2 separate regions of the Mus musculus genome follow, and region 1 is linked to region 2. A link is a contact called in public HiChIP or PLAC-seq data. All regions are on one chromosome and are shown on one strand. Each heading gives the region's core, a stretch centred on a gene start, on an enhancer-like site or on the middle of the called end of the contact. The rest is flanking DNA. Distances are from core to core; before and after follow the strand shown.

Evidence for each region. HiChIP or PLAC-seq counts read pairs in DNA pulled down with a chosen protein or histone mark.
Region 1: a contact with region 2 is called in an H3K4me3 HiChIP or PLAC-seq map of bone marrow-derived macrophages, with 2.7 times the contacts expected there. The contact joins the promoter of Uhrf1bp1l here to the enhancer-like site in region 2. A contact is called at or near these places in 4 of 39 promoter capture datasets (the 3T3-L1 cell line, the C10 cell line, hematopoietic stem and progenitor cells and 1 more), 2 of 115 datasets of contacts at active chromatin or transcription factors (bone marrow-derived macrophages and embryonic stem cells) and 1 of 9 other capture datasets (adipose tissue).

Annotation. Positions count from the first base shown.
Region 1 is chr10:89,742,763-89,747,162 of GRCm38.p6, reverse strand. It overlaps Uhrf1bp1l (UHRF1 (ICBP90) binding protein 1-like), which reads right to left and starts at 2,172. Exons shown (of 21, transcript NM_029166.2): 1 at 1,875-2,172. The coding sequence starts at 1,918.
Region 2 is chr10:89,412,793-89,417,193 of GRCm38.p6, reverse strand. Gas2l3 (growth arrest-specific 2 like 3) reads left to right here. Exons shown (of 11, transcript NM_001033331.2): 10 at 67-174; 11 at 2,702-4,401. The coding sequence ends at 3,991. Among named protein-coding and RNA genes, the nearest start is that of Gas2l3, 29 kb to the left of the region's middle. Within about 2 kb of position 1,518, at least 38 of the 459 cell types and tissues checked have an H3K27ac peak or open chromatin away from gene starts, as enhancers often do. A contact at or near this core is called in bone marrow-derived macrophages, where this site is marked.

The DNA of each region.
Region 1 (4,400 bases), core at 923-3,422, 330 kb before region 2:
AGGCCAGCACTCTAACCCAGCCTGGGAAACTGAGTTCCAACTCACACATGGTGTGGTAGGTGAGCACCAGTTATCCTCAGATGTTCCATACATAGACTGGATCAGGCACATATGTGCACACTTGGATGTATACAGTAAATAAATAAAAATATAATAATCTTTAAAAAAAACTACAAATGGTTTCTCCATTTAAAAAGAAAGAAAATGCTATGTTTTAGAAACTTTCTGATTTAAAATGAAATGCTCATTACTATTTACCACACAGGTGTAAGAAATCAGGAAGATTATAATGTAATCCTAAGGGCTTAACTCTAAGTATGTGGGAGTTATCTATGTGGCAGAGTAAGCCATTACACGCCTGCTCTTAAGAGGTCTTCCCAAATGGACTTATACAAGAGAATTAAAGGATAATGCCCTAAGGCACTTATCGACTGAATTAGATTTTCTTTTGGGCATACAGAGTGGTACAGTATCATTATCCCTGGGAGAGAAAAGGGCAATAAAATCAGTGTCTATGGATCTGAATTTTCTTATGGCTCTTGAAATAGGCAAGGGCGAAGTGTATCTCATGAGTCAGACTCACCCTAAGTAATAAACATTATTCAAAATAAGATGACTCAGTATTGCACTATCTATATAATTAAAAAAAATCCAACAAAGCATGGTAGCACAGACCTGTAATCTCAGCACTCAGGAAGGTGAGGCAGGATGACACTGAACTTGAGGGTAGCCTGAGATTTATTTTCAGGACAGCCTGAGCTACTTAACCTGTTTAAATACACACACACACACACACACACACACACTCACTCTCTCTCTCTCTCTCTAATTAGTGATACTAAGAACCAAACACACGGTCACAAACTTTGCTATAGTTTGATACTTTATGTATACATACTGTGTGTATTAAATTTTATTCAATATAAAGATATAATGTCAGGAAAATATCTGCTGAATCATAGTATTGTTTTGTTCAATATGTTCTCAACTGTAATATATATATATGTATTACACACACACACACACATATCCAGAAAATGAAGACATGTTTACTATACAAGTCTATCATTAAACCTGAGAACGTTCCTTTAATCAGTTAAAAGCATTCATTAACTTACAAATAACAGAGGAGAGAAAGAGATCCTAACCAAGAGCTTTTAATTCTCTGTCACCAACTTGGAACAGGGTCCTACATTTAGCCTGTTTCTTGAGACAAATATGGAGAAGCCAAGAGCAGTAACAAACTGCCAGTTTACTGAGTCATGTTTCTGACTAAAACTGTGTTATGAAATGGAAAGAGTGACACGTCTGGGGTTTAAACACCAGGGACGTTAACTCCCTGAACTCAAGGGTCGCGGAACAAAATCGGAAAACTCTGCAGCAAGAACGAACGCGATGCGGGACTGAAAACGACTTCCACGGAGAACTGGCCGAAGCGGAGAAGTCCTGCTTAATTTCCCCTAAAACAAATCCGAACTGTGCAAACAAGCACACCCTCCCGTGCAGCGGAGCGGGGACGCCAGGTAGGGGGCACCGAGAACAATCCCAAGGTTAACGTTTCACTGGCACACACACACCCCAGTCCTCGGCTAACGGAGCCGCTCGGCTCCGAGCCCCGGGAGCTTCCGAGCCGGACCGGGTCCCAGCCCAACCCCATCCACCCAGCACCTGAGTGACGCCGGGGACGTCACCAGCCTCGGCGCAGGAGCGGCCCCCGGCGGAGGAGGAGACCCCGGCCCGCCGAGCCCCGCCGCCCTCCGCGTGACTCCGGAGGCCGGTCGGGGGCGCCAGCGGCACCGGCAGAGCCCGAACCTGCGACCTGGACCCGAGAACCGGCGGCCAGCGGACGGGACCGGCCCCGAGCGCTCGCTGACCTGGAGAGGTGCTTCAGGATCTGTTTCTTGATGATCCCAGCCATGGTGCCCGCCGGGCTGGAGCGCCGCTCTCTTGTCGCTCCTCACAGCCTCCTCACTTCGCGGCAGTCTTCTTTCGGTCCCGCCTCACCGGCCCGGAGGAGAAGCGCCGGAGAGATCACTCTCAGAAGAGACTCGAGGGCCTGGCCGAGGCCACAGCCGCCGCAGCCGCCGCCGAGAGCCCGAAGCATGACGCTCAGGCCGCCGCGGCCGCCGCCAGCGCCATCTTGGCTGCAGCATCACCTAAGAGACCGGGGGCGGGGAGAGGAGTCGGGGGGGCGGAGCGAGCTCGAGGTGGGCGGGACCTGTGGGAGTTCCGGGAATCTTCAGCCCTGCCTACTTCGGACTCCCACTAGGTCCTCCGCTGCCCTTTCCTAGTTGGTACTTGGGCTTTCATCTTTTCTTCATCCCTTTCATCTTGTCTGTGCCTCTCTCGCTGACATCCTAGTCTTGCTTCTTCATTTCCTCCGAACTCAACTTTCTGCTCTACAAGTAGCTCTGTTTATGTTATTCTTTTGGCCATTTCAGCTTTTTAATCTCAGTTTCTTTTACCAAGATCCTTCCCTTAGACTAACGGCTGTAATTTAATGTTTCCATTCGTTGGTCTAACCTTAAAGGAAGTAAAATTGACAGCATGTCATATTTAACCGAATATACCTAAAGACCTAGAAGTTAGAAAGTCTAGAGCCAGTGAGATGGCTCTCAGCCAGCAAGAGTACTTGTCAAGCAAGCTTGATGATCTGAACTTGATGACCAAACCACCATGAAGGAAAGAACTGCCCTTGAAAGTTATCCTCTGGACACACACACACATAGACACACTTAGTAGAAATTTTGAAATGGAATGCCCAAAATGAAGTCCTGGTTCTAATATTTTCTAGCTATGTTAACTTGGAAAGATTGTTTTCAGCTTTAGTTTCACTTCATGTATGAATGTGACTTTGGTCACACAAGGGGACGTCAGAGAACAGCCCTGGGTGTAGTGCCTCACTTTCTTCTATCTCTTCCTCAACAGCTACTTGTGTACTCCAGGTTACCTGGTTCCTAGGATCCTCTTGTTGGTCTCTTGTTGCCTCTCCCATATTGCCTAAAGAGTGCTGGGATTACAGACTTCTGGCTTCATGTGAATTCTGGAGACTCAAGTTCAAGTCCTGATGATTGAATGGCAAGTGTATTGTCTGCTAAGCCAGCTCTCTCAGCCGTTAACCTCACTTTTAATCATCTTTAAAATATAGTGTCTGCCCTTAGGGATGGTTTGGTAGGGGCCCTAGTAGGTACTGTTGGTGTGTCTGGGCCATATTGTCTGGCCACCTGTTGTAGAAGCAGGTTTTGAAAAAGATATAAATCACTAAAATATTTCATAAACAGGTGGGAGAGAGAGACAGTGTAGCCATTTGAGGTGGGAAGAAGCAGCATTAGAGTTCACAATGCTTGAAGCATGCCAGGGTAACAAGAATCTGCTAACACAAATACTGTGCAAGGATGAAAGCAATCTGAGCTGTTTGAAGGGAACCAAGCTGGGTGTAGTGACACATGGGTCTGTAATGTCAGCCCTTCGGGGACAGAGGCAGGAGGAGTGCTACAAGTCTGAGGTCACCATGATCTACTTAGCAACACCTTCTCTTGAAAAAATAAAAAAATAAAAATAACTACAAAGCCAAGATTTTATTACTTGGACATAGGATCCATAACAACTCATAAAAATGCCTGTCTTGGGACTGACTCCTACTTGGAAGCTGGCATGACAGTGATGGGTTGTACTTCAGAGCCTTACTAGACTAGCGAAGGCCGCCTGCAGCCAGCCAGGTCTTGTCCCTAGCTGGGTGACTCATTCCCAGTCTCTGCCCAGAACCCTGCTCCTCTCCGTCTCTGAGCTTCAGTAAGATAACATCCCTTGTCCCCAGTCTCTGATTCAGTAAGATAACATCCCTTATCCCCCGGCCCAACCCTTTTCTTCAGTTGACCTGAAGTTTCTTCTCTTAGAAATGATTAGGTGGAAATCAGCTGTATTTGCAGAGGAATAAATGTTAAAAGTAACATTTGATTGACAAACCAAACATAGGGTGTGGGGAGGGGCAAAGAAAGGCTAGCCAAACCTCCTGCTTCGCCCTGATTATGAACTATTAGGACAAACAAACATAGAGCAACAGAACACAAGGAAGTTCTTGAGGCTCGGACAGCCTCTGAGCACAGTACAGACTGGATAGTCTAGTGTACTTCAAACTGCCAACACCCACAGACACCTTTCTTCTGCCCTGGACTTCCTACAGAGTCATAATAACTCTAATACAGCAGCTCCCTGCCTTCATCATTTTAGCATAGGGGCTGGAGAGATGGCTCAGTGGTTAAGAGCACTGGCTCTTCTTCTACAGGAAGTGGGTTCAAATCCCAGCATCCACATGGTGACTCATACCTGTTTGTAACTCCAAGATCTGACACCCTCACACAGACATACATGCAGGCAAAACACCAATACACATTGTCTTA
Region 2 (4,401 bases), core at 269-2,768:
ATTTTGAGTTTTAATAGAAACTTTCCCTGGTAAGCCCTGAGTATTGATGCTTATTTTCAACCGTAGGTTAAACACATTGCGGAGGACCCTCCTTGTAGCTGCTCTCATCGGTTTTCTATTGAATACTTATCCGAAGGGCGGTACCGGCTAGGGGAGAAAATTCTCTTTATAAGGGTAAGTCTTCTGGTTACAGTCTGTATTCATGCAGGTTTGTCTTGGAATTGGGTTCACTTTTTACCAACCTCCTTTTGACCCCCCTTTACCTTGTAAAACAAATTAGAATACAGGGGCTGGCTATTCATGGAAGAATTTCACTGTACAGGAAGAAATATGGAATGCTTGATTCCAGGAATTTTAAGTGAGTTTGAGTAGATGCTTTTAACATTCAAGTAACTAGAAGACAGCTGAGACTGCTTAAACATCGAATAGAGTTTAAAAATACTTCCATGTGCTTCTGGGAATTTACTGCATTTTTCAGATTTTCTTTTTTTTCTTTTCTTTTTTTTTGGTTTTTCAAGACAGGGTTTCTCTGTGTAGCCTTGGCTGTCCTGGAACTCACTCTGTAGACCAGGCTGGCCTTGAACTCAGAAATCCGCCTGCCTCTGCCTCCCAAGTGCTGGGATTAAAGGTGTGCGCCACCACTGCCTGGCTCAGATTTTCTTAATGAAATAATTTTCCCATCAACTCCCTAAGAAGAAACGAACAAAATAGAATGTCCACTGAGATTAGTATTAGTTGGTCAGAAAATAAACAGAAGTATTGCCATTTGTGATGAGAGTGCTTTCAGGAGGAAGCACAAGATCTTTGTCTTAGGTCACAGAGCACTATGATGAGGACACCCGTGTATGGCCGTGTTCTGGTTTGGGGTGAGGATACCCAAGTTATGGCCTTCCTTTGCCCCATCCGCAGTTGATTACTTCTTCCTTTTGTTGATAAGACATTAAAATGTCACCCGTTTAGCATTTTTCTACTTTTGATATAACACAAGAGCTGTTTTCTCTCGATTCAGAAACACGGTATAGTTCACACAGAGTCCTCACATTCCCACCCTGGATCCAACTCAGAGAGAAACCCCAATTCACTTCCTGTCTTTGAGTTAGCGTTCTTTCTGCTTTGCACATGCATATAATGTGTTCTGATTATTCTTCATTCTCTTGTTATGGCCCCTCATCCCGATCAACTCAATTTTATCTTCCCTACCAATCCCTTCCTATCCTCATGGCTTTTGGGTTTGTTTTGCCACGTAGTTTAGTTAAGACCTTCTGTGACCATCAGTGTAGGTATTGGATTGAATCTTCCATTGGAGCCCAGCAGGGGTCATCAATGGGTACTCAGTCGAAGGCAGTTTCACCCATCCCTGAAGCAATCAATAGCAAACAGAAGCAGGTTAGTTGGCTGTTAACATTAATTAGCTAAACTAACTGGAAGAGAGACTTGGGACAAGTGACTGTGGGGTCTTGTGGTTTCCTTTCTTAGCACTTAGTCAGCAGGAAGAGGAAGGGTTCCCTAAGCCCCTCCTCCATCCACGCCTGACTGACTGACTGGCCCAGTCCTACACAGGCTCAGTGCAGCCGTCCACAGCAGCTAGGAGTTTATTACCACAATGGCTGTGTCTGGCCCAGAAGATGAAATTTCTTAGCCTTTCTTCCTGTCATCTGACTCTTACACCCTTCCCACCTCCTCTTCCAGACTCTTTCCTGAACCTCAGAGGGAATAAACGACATTAGTTCTGAACACTTATCCATTACATAGACTCGGCATTCACCAGGGCTCACTCCAAAGAGCATGTTCTTTGATTAGGACCAAGAGTAAGCCACACTTAACTGTGTCGTAAACACGAGGCACACAGACTGGGATTTAGAGCTGCAGTGTAAAGCTGAGCTCATATAGATACGAAGATCTACCAGCTGAGCTGGTCACATTGGTAGAGCCAGGGTTTGTTTTATCCCCACAAAAGTGCCTGTGTTGGGGCAGCCTGGCGGGTTTGAGGCTAGCCACAAATACCTTAATCCCTCAGAGCCATTCTTATCTGCAAGGATAACTTATATGAGTGGTTTGTTTTGTTTTAAAGATTCATTTATTTCATGTGTATGAGTACACTGTTGCTGTCTTCAGACACACCAGAAGAGGGCATCAGATCCCATTACAGATGGTTGTGAGCCATCATGTGGTTGCTGGGGCTTGAACTCAAGAACCTCTGGAAGAGCAGTCAGTGCTCTTAACCACCGAGCCATCTCTCCTGCCTTATATAAATGTTTTAAAGATGAAATTGATAGGCTGTAACTTTCAAATTTAAAATACAAGTTTTAGTTGTTCTTTCTAATTGCTTTTTTGCCTACCATGAGGCTTTCTGCTGTCTCCTTCCCTTCTGTCAGTACTCAATCCATGGAACACTATTGTTATTTCAGTTTTCTATATTAATTGTGTGGATTTTAGGATACAAATGATTTGTCAATATTTGTATTACAAAGTAAATGGCTTTTATTATTAGTTGTATAGCCTAATACTAAACTTATTATTTTAGTACCAAGAAAGAGAGAGAGAGAGAGAGAGAGAGAGAGAGAGAGAGAGAGAGAGTGTGTCAGTTTGAAATGAAGCTGTTTCCCAGGTCATAGCAAATGCATATCACGATTGTGACCAGACTGAAGCTATAAACGTCTCAGTTTCCCTGTTGACTTTTTTATTTTCACTTTTGGGGCAGATGCTTCATGGAAAACACGTTATGGTCCGCGTCGGTGGAGGCTGGGATACTCTACAGGGATTTTTGCTGAAGTATGACCCCTGTCGAATACTGCAGTTTGCTACACTAGAACAAAAAATTTTAGCATTTCAAAAAGGAGTTTCTAATGAAAGCGTGCCAGATTCGCCTGCCAGAACGCCTCAGCCTCCAGAAATGAACCCTTTGTCAGCAGTTAATATGTTTCAGAAACAAAATTTAAGACCTGGCACACCAGTGAGTGTTCCGAAGAACAAGGAGAAACAGGTACGTCTACCAGGTGCACGTCTGCCTGCATCGTCAGTAAAAGGTAATTTGGCTTCCCCGTCTACCCGGGCTAAACGGCCAGATTCTCCAGCATCATTTCCACATCCCAAGGTGACATCTTTGAAGGACGCAGCAAAAAAGACGACTGCTCCTTCCAACAGTGTATCGCAGTCCCTGGCTTCTCCAAATCCAGGGTCTAAACCAAGCACTGCACAGTGTGCCTCAGAGTCATCGCGAAAATGTGTCACCTTCCCCAAGACTGCACAGACCAAGGCTATTCCAGCCCAGAATTCAAGAGATCTGTCTAAGTCCAGACTTTTACCAAGTAAATCTCCTGGAAAAATGGAACCAAAGCATTTGAAACACAATCATCTTTCTTCTAGGGATGAGTCACGTATAAACTTATCATCCAAGTCCCCAAAGCTACCTAAAGGAGCCATGCACGGAAGGCCTAACCCTTCTCCTTTCCAGCCACCTGCCAAAGTGACCAAGCCCAGTTCTAAAACCGGAGCCATAGGTCTAGGGACACAGTCTCAGCCACCCACTAGAACGCCGAGGTCAGGAGCAGTCTCAGCACAAAGACTTCAGTCTACATTGAATTTAAACAGTCCAGCTTCTGTGTGCTCAGGGTCCTCTGCAAAAGCTACTCAGGGATCGAAAGGTAAGAATACAGTTTCAGTTGCCAAAAAGCAACCTCAGAGTAAGGGTGTCTGCCGGAATCCGGGACCTGGCTCTTCAAAGTCTCCTGGCCGTACCCCGCTGTCTATTGTGACTGTTCCCCAATCTGCTACCAAGACAGAAACTGTCTCGAAGTCAGCCAAGACTGCCATGAAGGGCCAGTACTCAGCTAAAGGGCCTCCCAAAAGCAGCAAGCCACCAACTTCCTTCAGGGACCCACCCTCATCTGGTAAGGGGGCAGACAGCGGAGATAAAATGCCCACTGCCAGGAAGAAGGAAGAAGATGACCATTATTTTGTTATGACCGGAAATAAGAAGCTTAGGAAATAAATACACTTGTATCGTTTCAGCAAATCAGGGTGATCAATGAATGGCGAGCCACAAGGATCACCAAAGATCTTCCTATTTGTGTCTGTCCGGAGAGCTGCAGACATGAAGTCAAGATGGGATGAAGCTGGGTCAGGGAAAGGACCCATGCATTTTGTGTATCAATGGACAAATGTGTGAGTTTTGACCTGTATCATCTTGCTAATGATGTCTGCTGTTTGAGGGAAGTGTAAAAGTCCAAGAACACTACTAGAATTTTAACTATTGGTGGTATATTTTTGAACACAGGTTAACTGTGGAGGTTATCTGCTAATAGCAACTCCGATACTCTTAAACACTAGTTACTGTGCTCAGCCACAAAGCAATGGTTTGCTTGGCGCTAGTGTGTGCCTGTAATCCCAGCTCCGAAGGCT